2 separate regions of the Ovis aries genome follow, and region 2 is linked to region 1. Evidence: chromatin contacts called from public Hi-C data. All regions are on one chromosome and are shown on one strand. The core of a region is the stretch at or near the end of the contact, and the rest is flanking DNA. Distances in the headings are between cores, read along the strand shown.

Evidence for each region. A called contact is a pair of places that touch in the nucleus more often than the background predicts.
Region 2: a contact with region 1 is called in a Hi-C map of muscle, with 2.7 times the contacts expected there. The contact joins the promoter of CREB5 here to the enhancer-like site in region 1. A contact is called at or near these places in 4 of 16 Hi-C or Micro-C datasets (mesenteric adipose tissue, muscle and tail adipose tissue).

The regions. Positions count from the first base shown.
Region 1 is chr4:69,063,605-69,069,006 of ARS-UI_Ramb_v3.0, forward strand. The region is part of intron 4 of CREB5 (cAMP responsive element binding protein 5); the gene reads right to left. Among named protein-coding and RNA genes, the nearest start is that of CREB5, 240 kb to the right of the region's middle. Within about 2 kb of position 3,312, at least 10 of the 54 cell types and tissues checked have an H3K27ac peak or open chromatin away from gene starts, as enhancers often do. A contact at or near this core is called in muscle, where this site is marked.
Region 2 is chr4:69,306,609-69,312,094 of ARS-UI_Ramb_v3.0, forward strand. It overlaps CREB5 (cAMP responsive element binding protein 5), which reads right to left and starts at 2,206. Exons shown (of 10, transcript XM_060415034.1): 1 at 2,151-2,206.

The sequences.
Region 1 (5,402 bases), core at 2,062-4,561:
TCTACCAGACCTGTAACTTGGATTCATTTATTTAACCTCATTCATAACCTCCTTAAGCTGTATTTCCTCATTCTGTAAGTTGGGGTGATAGTAGCCTCTTCCTTACAAGGTGGTCATGGGAATGAAAAAAGATGATGCTTACAAAATGCTTCATCTTGTAGTGTATTTTAAAATCCTCCCCACCTCCTCTGAGGTAGATATTATTGTACTCATTTGCTGATGGGAAATTGAGGCTCAGAGACATTCTATAACTGGCCCCACAAGCACCCAGCAGGTAAGTGAAGGAAGCTAGACACGAGCCCAGGATTGCTCTACAGCTGATGCTCATCACCACTGCTCTATGCACTCATTGGCCTGCATGGCAAACTCCCAAAAAGACCAGGCTCATAGGTTCTCAGCCCCAGTGAGACAGCCCTTCCTTTTAGAGGAAATAAATAACATTAAGAACAGTTCAGTGATCAGAATGAACAAACTTAAACTAAACTCAAGGGTGGAAGGTGAGTATAAGAAATCAGTTCTAAAGATTCTTTGCCTAGCAGTTTTTCCTCTGTTGGTTCATATCCCCAGCAAGGAAGAGTAAAGGGTAAATTAAGGAAAATGTTCAATTCAGATACTAAAATAACAAGAGTATTGACAGGGGTGCGGCAGAAGTAGAAGGGTAGAGATGGAGCCAGGCAGACCCTCTTTTTCTTTTTTTCCCCAAAGCCTGTTAGTTTCTAAAAATGTTGGTTGAATGTGATATAAAAGCCAAACTTTTTGAAATACAAACAAATGTAATGTTTCTAGACCTATTGTTATTCATTAATTGTTCATTAACTACCATTAAATACCTTATCCATAAATAACATGTCTTAACCAAACCAGAGGACAATTAGCTTTTTCAACTGTCAGCAGAAAATTATGATAGCAGACACTTTTTCAAGTGTCCATGAACTCCCAGTTGGTCTTTCTTGCTTCTGCCATTGGCCTCATATACACACATTCAAAAACTCAGAAGAGAAATGTAAAATAAATGAATTACTAAATCCTTGCTTCTTCTTTGGCTTCAGAATTTATACAAATTAGACCTGTAGAGCATAAAGGTTTTACTTATTTCACTGGCTTTAATATTCAGCTTGCATGTATTCACTGGTCTGTGTAATTGAGATTGCTTTACCCATTTGTGCGATTTTAATACTATATGGTTTAGACTGCATACCTGTAGAGGGCAGCATGCCGTATTTATTTAATGGATGGATCCAGAATCTCTCCTAAAGGTGGTGGTGCTTATCAACGTCCTCACTCACTACCCTCATCACCATCACCAGCATCATCACCATTATCATTACCATCATTGTGCTTAGTCATATTCCTGGGTTTTCACCTTAGAGAAAATTTCTATTACAAAGTTGAAAGGTAGGTAATTGTACTCTTTATTTCCCAACATTCTTTTCCTTAAAATGCAAAAGGCTCTGCCACTTGCACATCACAAAACTTCTCTACTATGTAAGATATTGGCATAAAGTTCTGCCAGTCTACTATTTAAATAATTTAAAACATTTTAATACAATATGCAAAGGCCTAGCACAAGCAGAGAGCTGTAGGCAGAGGAATCAAGAAGAAAGAAAGTTCCTCACCAAGATAAGTTTTCCTTCGAGTTACCCTGTGGTCTGACAAACACTCCCTGTTGAATCTGTTTCTTTAAGATGCTAAAAATAAATTGATCTGTAAGTGACTTTGCTGTAATACATACAGTGACTCAGATCAAGGAGTAAGAGCCATTTATAGAATGTGAACTAAACACTGGCCTGAGACAACCATTTAACCCTCGCCAAACAGGGAAGTGACATTTCAGATTGTCCAGAGTTTGATCTGCAAGGCTATTTTGAAGTAGAAAGATTTCTTTATTATAACTTTAGCTAAAAATATTAGAATATGACCAGAGGCTACCACAAGGTCAAAATATTTGGTAACAGGACCACCAGTGTAAGAGTGTGCAAGTGTCCATCTATGGGATCTTGGGCATGCTCAGGCCTAACATATGATAAGCCATTCATATTCATACATATATAAGTACAGACTGCATTTGGTACAGAACAACAAGTTGCCATTCTATACACTCCTATTTTGGCTTATATTACACAGTGGTTTAGAGTGGGATTTGTGAGTGTCATTAAACATCTCAGCCTCAGTTTCTTCATCTGTAAAATGGAAATACAGTCCCTACCTTAAGACACTGATATCATTCATAATTAACTAAGAAAATGTATATAAAACACTCAGCAGACATAATACAATTTTAAGAAATGCCAGTTACAATTCTGCTCTCTTCAGCTGTAGTCGTTACAAGATGGTACAGTCTCCTTCCTCTCTGGGTGCCCCTTCATTGCTTGAGTACCTCTTCATAGTCTTGTAAACAGCTGCACTAGCAGGCAGGTCTGATGGTTACAAGTTGGCAAGAGTTTTCTTTTCCTTCCACTGTGACTGCTATAATGAACATCTTTAAGGGGACATATAATTGGAGAGAGGAAGGCTGTGTGTGTGAGAGAGAGAGAAGAGAGATAATCTGTTTATGTGTATCAGAGTTCACCTGGCGACGAGGGGAACTTGCCACTCTCTCCTCCCCGGAGTTTCACTCACAGGGAACATTCAACATTGCCTGCACACTGATCTCCAACCTGGCACATTGCAAAGAGCTGCGCTGCAAGGCATATGACGTCATATCACAATGTTCATCGCTGACCTCCACCCTCATAATAAGATTCTTTTTGGCCCTTGTGTGATTAGCATCCACCTGAGACTTCCTAACCATCTACTTGATAGCAAATTGGCAGCAAATATCAGGAAATTCCACGCTGGTGTTTGGATGAATCTTCTCCATTGATATCGTTTATCTGAATTACTGGCACTTCCTCAATTATAACAATACATCAACCATTTCAAGTTTTTCTTTCACCTCCGGATACATGTTGCCCTTAATAAATGAAGCTGAAGTCAGAATGCATGCTGGTATGACGACACCATCCTGTCTTCCAGGTGTGGTTTCAGGGTCACACTGAACACTTGCGTCTGGAAGACTGACTTCAGCTCACTGCATGGCCACATTCTGCTACTCAGGGTGGTGAGATCATGGTGCTGGCATGAATCTATCGCTCGTTTAAATGAATGGGGTTGAATTCAATCTGCTGACCTTGATTGGGACACTAGTGATACAGGCTGTGTAAAACAAAACAAGGCAAAATAAACAAGGGAAAACCACAGTATATGCAGCTACTTGGTTCAGAAGGTGACACTACTGAATTTGGTCTGTGAAGGTCTTGTCACATGAAAGTCTAGAAATAGCTATGACCTAAACATGGGGGTAGGAGACGACCCATTTAGAAATGAATGGATGCATTCCATTGTGCTTGTAGAGTGTTTAGAATCTATTTTGGGGAAAAAGGGATATTGTAAATACTTTCCTTTGTTCATAACCATCATAACCCAAACTTTCTGGCTCTTGGCATTTATCTGTAACCCTGCATGCCAATAGTTTTTTACACACTGCCTGACAAGGCAAACATTATTCTACCAGAGACGCAGGATTCCCTGTGACCCCTCTGAATCTCCAGGGCCAGCCAAGCCTGGATTAGATTCTGACTAATCCTAGTCTGGACATCTCTAGGGGCTGCTCTAGTCTCACTACACAATTCCAAGGCCACTCAGCTCTGAGGGCCCTTGGGAGATGCTGCCATATTAGGCATGTGGAAATGTCCACGTCATTCTGAAATTATTTTGGAAATAGTCATTTAATATAACTTTTTCGATTAGCATTCAATTCCAAATTTGGGACTAGATTTTAGATAAAATTAATTCTAGGGACTTCTCATTGGTTTTGTAAAATGTTAATGCCAGCAAGCATTCCTTCATCTTCAAAAGCAACTGGATCACAGATTTTCATTTCATTCTCTTTTTTTTTATTTGATTCTCTCTTTCGTCAACAGCATTTCTATGGCAGAGGACAGGCAATCTTTTACAGATACCTCTTGTCTCAAAAGTGGCTGACTGGATAGGCATATTCTTAAATGCAGGTTAATCTGTGGCCTCCTTCCTCTTCACCATGATGGCTCTGGATGCCAATGAGGGGGTCACAAGGGAGGAGCCTGGGGCCAGGTATGGAAAAGCGAATGGAATAGGCATTTTCTAGATGTATGGTTTGTTTGTGTTTGTTTTATAGTCACTCAGTTATATCTGACTCTTTGTGACCCCATGGACTGTAGCCCACCAGGCTCCTCCATCCATGGGATTTTCTAGGCAAGAATACTGGAGGGAGTTGCTATTCCCTTCTTCAGGGGATCTTCCCAGGCCAGGGATGGAACCCTTGTCTCCTGCATTGCAGGTAGATTCTTTCCCATCTGAGCCACCAGGGAAGCCCATATGGTTCTTAGTATCCCCATAAGATGAAGTATAAATTGTAGTTAGAAACTTTTACCCTGTGAACACCTTCATCATCTAAAGATGATTCCTTCTGGAGACAATCATGATCTTTATTAGGTACCAGGCCTGTGGGAAAATCTAGAGATACCAAGACATGATCTTGATGGATGTGACTTCATAGGGAAAGTGGGCTTTAAAATGCTCCCTTTAATAGTAGGATTCTTTTGTAACACTGTTCACTAATACACTTGGTATAAATGAAACTACTTCTTCCAAATGAACTTAGTCATTGAAGAAATTAAAGAAATTCCTTCCAAGGTAGCTTTTCTCATCAGATGGCTCCAAAACAAAGACCTCAACAATATTAGCATAAATGGTTCAGGAATCGTGATTTTGGGCATTTCCAAAGAGAAGTTCCCTTCTATTTCTGCTACTTCAATAACAGAGTATAAATCAGAGACTTGGCATTTACTACTCCACTGAGCTATTAATTTTAAGTCTTTTACTGATTCAGTTCCAGCTATATGTATGATGGAGATAACTTTTATTTATTGTTCAAATCATACAATAATCCATGCAAACTCATCAGTTCAAGGATATTAAATCAAAATCTATTTTCTATTGAGTAGGATTTAGTTTAAGATAGAAGCTTCCTGGAGAGCCAAATCTGGGGTTTAGTGAGACCATCTTATTCTAGAAATGATGTCAGAAGACTGTTTGGGTGCTTACCTAGGAAGGTACCAGGGTTCTGTTACTGATCAATCTGTACAAAATAATGTATCATGTCAATACCTTTTCTTCCTCCTATCCATTTACTTCTTATTGATGAATTTCTTATTTTAGCATTATCAAAAGGTCATGAGCCAGTACTATATCTAATTCAAAAAGGCATTATTAGGCTTATATCATATCAACCTTAAGAACTGACCAGTTCTGTGAGGATAATCTGAATAGCCATATTGGAACATATTTTTTCACAAATTTAGAAACAATGTCAGACCTTCCCA
Region 2 (5,486 bases), core at 956-3,455, 240 kb after region 1:
CCCCACCCGGAGTTCTTTTTACTTTTATCCCTTAAACATGTCATATACAGTATTTTTATTCAACTGCCAGAAACGGGGATTCTGACTCAATTCAATGACGTACGTATTTAACTTTCTATTTAAATACAGAAAGTTAATGTTAAGAGAAAAAAAGTAACCCATGCACCACTCTATTGTACGATATTTTGAGTTCAACGACTTACATTCCCTCACTTTGGAAATGAAACGTTTAATCTCGAGCCTTCCAGCCAAATTTGATTTAGTCAGCACCCTCAGCCATCCCTCTTCGGAAAACCGGTCTGTCTGAGGAAGGCGCTGTGTAAAATTAAGTACTTTGCTTAACAGTGAGTGTGTTGTTTTCCTAAGTCACCACAGGGACACGGTACTATCATAGTGTCTCTAAACATTTCCTGAGACGCCTTTTCTATCAGAGTTGAGCAGTTTGCCCTGGAGAAGAGGGTTCACTGGTGCCTTTCTTAAATAATAGAAAAGGGCAGATTGTGTGTGCGTCGATCAGGTACTGCGCTCCCTCAGCCACCAGAAGCTCTCACCCACACTCCAGGGACTGTGATCGCCCCAGGGAAAGCAGTCAAAGGCGGAGGCGGGGCCAGAGTGATAACGGTGTGGGCGGTAGAGCGGGTGGAGAAGGAGGGATCCGGGAGGAGAGGGCAATAACGATGCCCAGGGAATCAGAGATTGTACGAGTATGTTGGGGGTTGGGGATGGAAAGCCTTGCCTTGTCAGCACTTCTAAGGCCCCCAACCCTTGAGTATCTGAAGCTGTTAATCAAACACTTATTGGTCTGCAGAATGACGTAATGGACCTGTATCCAGCCTTTATTCCTTGACACATGTCAGAGAAGGAGGGAAAAATAAAAATCAAACACTCTGTAGACTCTGACAACGAAATATACAAGTAGCCCACTTCAGTTCCAGGCCTTGAACAAGTCTCAAGTGGGGGCGGCACTTGTTCAGGGAAAGTTAGGGTGGACAAGATCTTTATCTACCAGATACTCAACCCCCACCCCAGAAATAAATCTGTGGCAAAGGAAAAGCGGGATGCAGCCGCCGGGAGAAAACATCTCCTTGGTTCCTTCGTGAGTCTTGCCCCTCTAAGAACGTCGTGAAAAGTTTTGAGTTATTCCGTGGAGAATCTGGTGGAGAGGAAGGCTCCGCCGCCGTGCTCTGAGAACTGCAGCCGCGTCGAAGGCGGGAGCTGTCATTTGGGGCAGCGGCGGGGAAGAGGTAACGATGCCAACGAGAACCGGACAGAGGCAAGAGGCGGCTGCAGGAGTGAAGACGAGGAGAGCCTCGCCACTGTCGAGCCTTCCACGCCTGCAGTGAAAGGCAAGTGCCCTCCGAGGGTGATGGCCCCCTCATTCCCTGGCGCGCGCGCCCACCACCTGCGGTGGGCAGCCCTGCAAAAGGTGGCAGCAGCAGGCTTGGGGCCCGGGAGGGAGCTAGCCCCCAGTGCGCCCGCCCGTCCGCCCCCTAGGTGACCCGGCGTCCTCGCCGCGCCCGCTGGAAGTTTGCAAACTTTCTCCGGGGGTTCCGCCGCATCACAGGGAAGTTGGGGACGCGGGGGGGAGGTTCCTGTCTCGCCGTCTCCGCTGCTGCCGCCTCTGCCGCCGCTTGACCGCACTTCTGGAGGGTTCCGCACCTTGCCAGGTCTCTGGAGGCAAACACACACCCCCGATTCATAACTGTTCCCCGTGTCAGGGAAACACACGCGCGCTCCTACACACGCACGCACGCTGGGGCGGACACGGCGCTCGCTCCACGTTAGCATCCCTCCAGTCGCACGGCGCGGCGGCCACCAAGACGCGCTCCGGGACGGACACGGCGTGGGGTCTCTGGGGTAGCCTCAGGACACGGCTGATTCCACAATCCACCAGTATTTGGGGCCTGACTTCCCTCTGGTCCGTCAAAGTGTTTACAAACACAGATCATCCTCCAAAAAGAAAATGCATCGCATCTTCCCTACTCCTTGCCCTGCGACCTGCCCACTGGACCAAGTAACCTCGCGGCTGCTGCCGAGAACCAACCCCTGCAAACAACTACACTCCCGAGACGGCTCCCGCGGCAAGTGCAACAAAAGTGACTAAATGCAAAAGCCCCAGAAGTGGCCTAGCCGTATTTTTAGGAACTTACCAAACAAGTGTGGAGAAGGCAAGAGCAGAGCCCGGGTGAAGGGACCACGTTGGACTGAGCAAAGATTACAATACATTCTATTTAGAGTGCATTACATCACCCCCCCGGTGACGTCACGTGGGATTCCTGAACTTCTAAATCATTGCGGTCCGTGGGGGAGGGAGGAAGGGAGGGGCGGGGCCGTCGCGCCGAGGGGGCGGGCTCCGCCCCAGCCCCGCCCCGCTCCCGCGCCACGAGCGGACCCTGGTGCACCCGCGGGGAAGCGGCGGCGGCAGCGGCGACCGCGCAAGCAACAGCTTGCAGAGCCCAGCGCCGTGTGACACGGCTCCCTGACTTTAGTGGTGTGAGTCAGCTTGGAAACAATCCTCAAGGTTTCAGAAAGGACCACGGAGGAGGCAGGGACACGGGCCCTCCCGTGAGTAGGGCCTGGTAGCATTTAAAAAGGTGTGGGGATGGGGCGAGGTGGAGAGGGGTGCCGAAGAGCGCAGGGAAGAGACTGTCTCCGAACAGAAATGCGGGACGCTCCCCCTTCCCCCACCAGCAGATGTCCAGCTCCGTTTTGCTGCGACAGTCATGACCTCATTACAGTGTTCCCTGCATCCTGGCTTTTCAGAGCACTCACTGGACACCCCTTTTCACCTCCCGCCCCCGCCCCTCTCCAGCTCACTTCCAAGGAAATAACTTCTTTATTGTGCAAACTCATGTGGAATACACTGCCCCCACCCTTTCCAAGACCCCTGCTTCTCGAGTCTAAGAGCTGGAAAAAGAGTTACTCCTGGAAGGGAAAGGTGTATCACGGCTAGAGCCAAGTGATGAGCCTGATTTAGACTCAGCGTCAGAGCCGGAAGGGCCGTTGGCGATCATTCCAGAGCCTCGTCTGTAACTTGCCCAAGCTCCCCGGCTGACAAGTGGCAGAGCAGGAGCCAAAGGGAGGGAAAGAGCCCCTGGTCTGCAGTACCTTCCCCACAGCTCCGGGAGAGAAGGAGCCTGGAGCTTTCAGGATCAGCCAAGACACCCTCCCCATCACTATCCTCGGCTTGACTTCCATTCAGATGTTCTTTCAGTGAGCCAGACTCATAGAGAAGGCATAGAGTAATTTCCAGTGGATCCTAGCCACCCCAGACCACCACTGTCATCCCTGCCGCAGCTCACAGTGTACAAAGCCTTCACACCCACGTGGAACTCCCTTGATTCTCACAACCAGCACAAGGAGGGCAAGCGTTATCATTATCCCCATTTTACAGGTGAGCCAAGGCAAAATCCACAAGGTTAGGGAGCTGGCCTGAAGCTGCTTGAGTAAGTGGTGGCACTGGCACCACCCCAAATCCTGTTTTCAAACCTCAAATCCCAACTGGGCTCTTCTAGAACCAAGGTTGTTTTCCCTTCTCATGGGTTATTGGTGGTTAGAACCTTTGCTAAGGATTGGAGCTTTGCTTAGGAACAATTTAGCCCCTGTTAACAAACAATTGAACTTCCCTGGTGGCTCAGAAGTGAAGAGTCTACCTGCAATGTGGGAGACCCAGGTTCAATCCCTGGGTTGGGAAGATATCCTGGAGAAGGAAATGGCAACCCACTCCTGTGTTCTTGCCTGGAAAATCCCATGAATGAAAGAGTCTGGAGAGCTATAGTCCATGGAGTCTCAAAGAGTCGGACACGACTGAGTAACTAACACACACACAACAAACAATAATCTTTCCTGACGTTTATGTAACATTTGACATTCATATAGCACCTCTCATCCCAATGCATCAAAACCATGACTGTGCAGTTTGCCAGAGAATCGTGACTGGACTGGCTAGAAATTGTAATGCTCTGCCTGGATTGTCACATACTTCTGAACTGGTTTTGATACACTAAATGGAAGAGCTTTGTGTTTCCTTTCTGGTTTTAAGTGTTTAACTCTCTTCCCTTCAGTGTTTCTTGAGACCACAGGGACTGCTGACTTTGGATTTCTCACCGTCTTATTCAGAACTCATCACTGAGTTTCCTATTTGCTGTCTTCCACATGTGGCCCTAAAGGAATTGCGAAAGAAGGGCTCCAGTCCTAACTTGAATCTTAACCAATAAAACTTTAAATATGACAGCTCAATTACTTGGGTTGACAGAAGGAAGCAACAGCCACCTTGCCCACATTCCCACTCAATTATCAGGACATCCTTTACCAGTAAAGCAGGTATCTACTTCTTCTCTCAAAAGAAAAAAGTGTGAGCCACATCAGGAGCAAACTTGAGGCAGGAAAGGGATGCAGCTTGACAAAGCAGTACGAAGTCTGAGAGCTCATCTTTTTTCTCAGCTAATAGGTGTGGCTCAAAGGTGCATAATGGAGAATTGAATAAGCAAAGGTGAGGTGATAACCAAAATATTTAAAAACCTGTAAGTAATTAATCATCATCTAAATTTAAAACATTTACTTCCCAGTATTCTCTAACAGAAGCATATATGTGGGTTTTAAGCAGTATTTCATCAGCTTCTAATACTATTCAAATCAGTTGTCAGTCTTTAAAAATTGTTGCTGATCTTTTGTTTGATATGCTATTACCAGGTAAACAATGCCTCCCCCTCCAAGCCATGGTTGACACAGGAATACACGTGGAACTTTTCCAATGCTCTCTCCAATAATTTAATAATCATTACGTTAATTGGAATTTCAATGGGCAGATAATTTCTCCACATCAGCAATATTGTTCATGGTGCTGACTCATATCTCTGCTTCTGCTGAACTGATAACAATTTCATTCACAATGTTTCTAAGCCATTGTATTACAGTTTTCTATATATTATAGATCTCTGTGACCAAGTAAGTCACACACACACACAAAATTATTTTTAATGTAAACTGAAGAAGAGAGGTAGTGTTTGTAAGTGTGGACTCTAATGTCAGGCTGGCAGAGTTCAGATTGTGGCTCTGCTCAGTTCAGTTCAGTCACTCAGTTGTGTCCGACTCTTTGCGACCCCATGTATTGCAGCACGCCAGGCCTCCCTGTCCATCACCATCTCCTGGAGTTCACTCAGACTCACGTCCATCGAGTCCGTGATGCCATCCAGCCATCTCATCCTCTGTCATCCCCTTCTCCTCCTGCCCCCAATCTTGAACTTTAATCTTTGGGTCTTAGTTTCCTCATCTATATAATGGGACTGGTGATGATAATTATAATAACTCAAATGAGTTGAGAATTGTGTTTGGCACAGGACAAATACTACATAAATATTTGCCCTCACTTTTATCAGTGAAAATAATGCCACTAATGCCATGACGGGAAGATATTCCGTGATTTTGGCAAACTTGACCAAACGAATGAAAGGACACCCTGTTTCCCCATACTTTTCCCAGCCTCA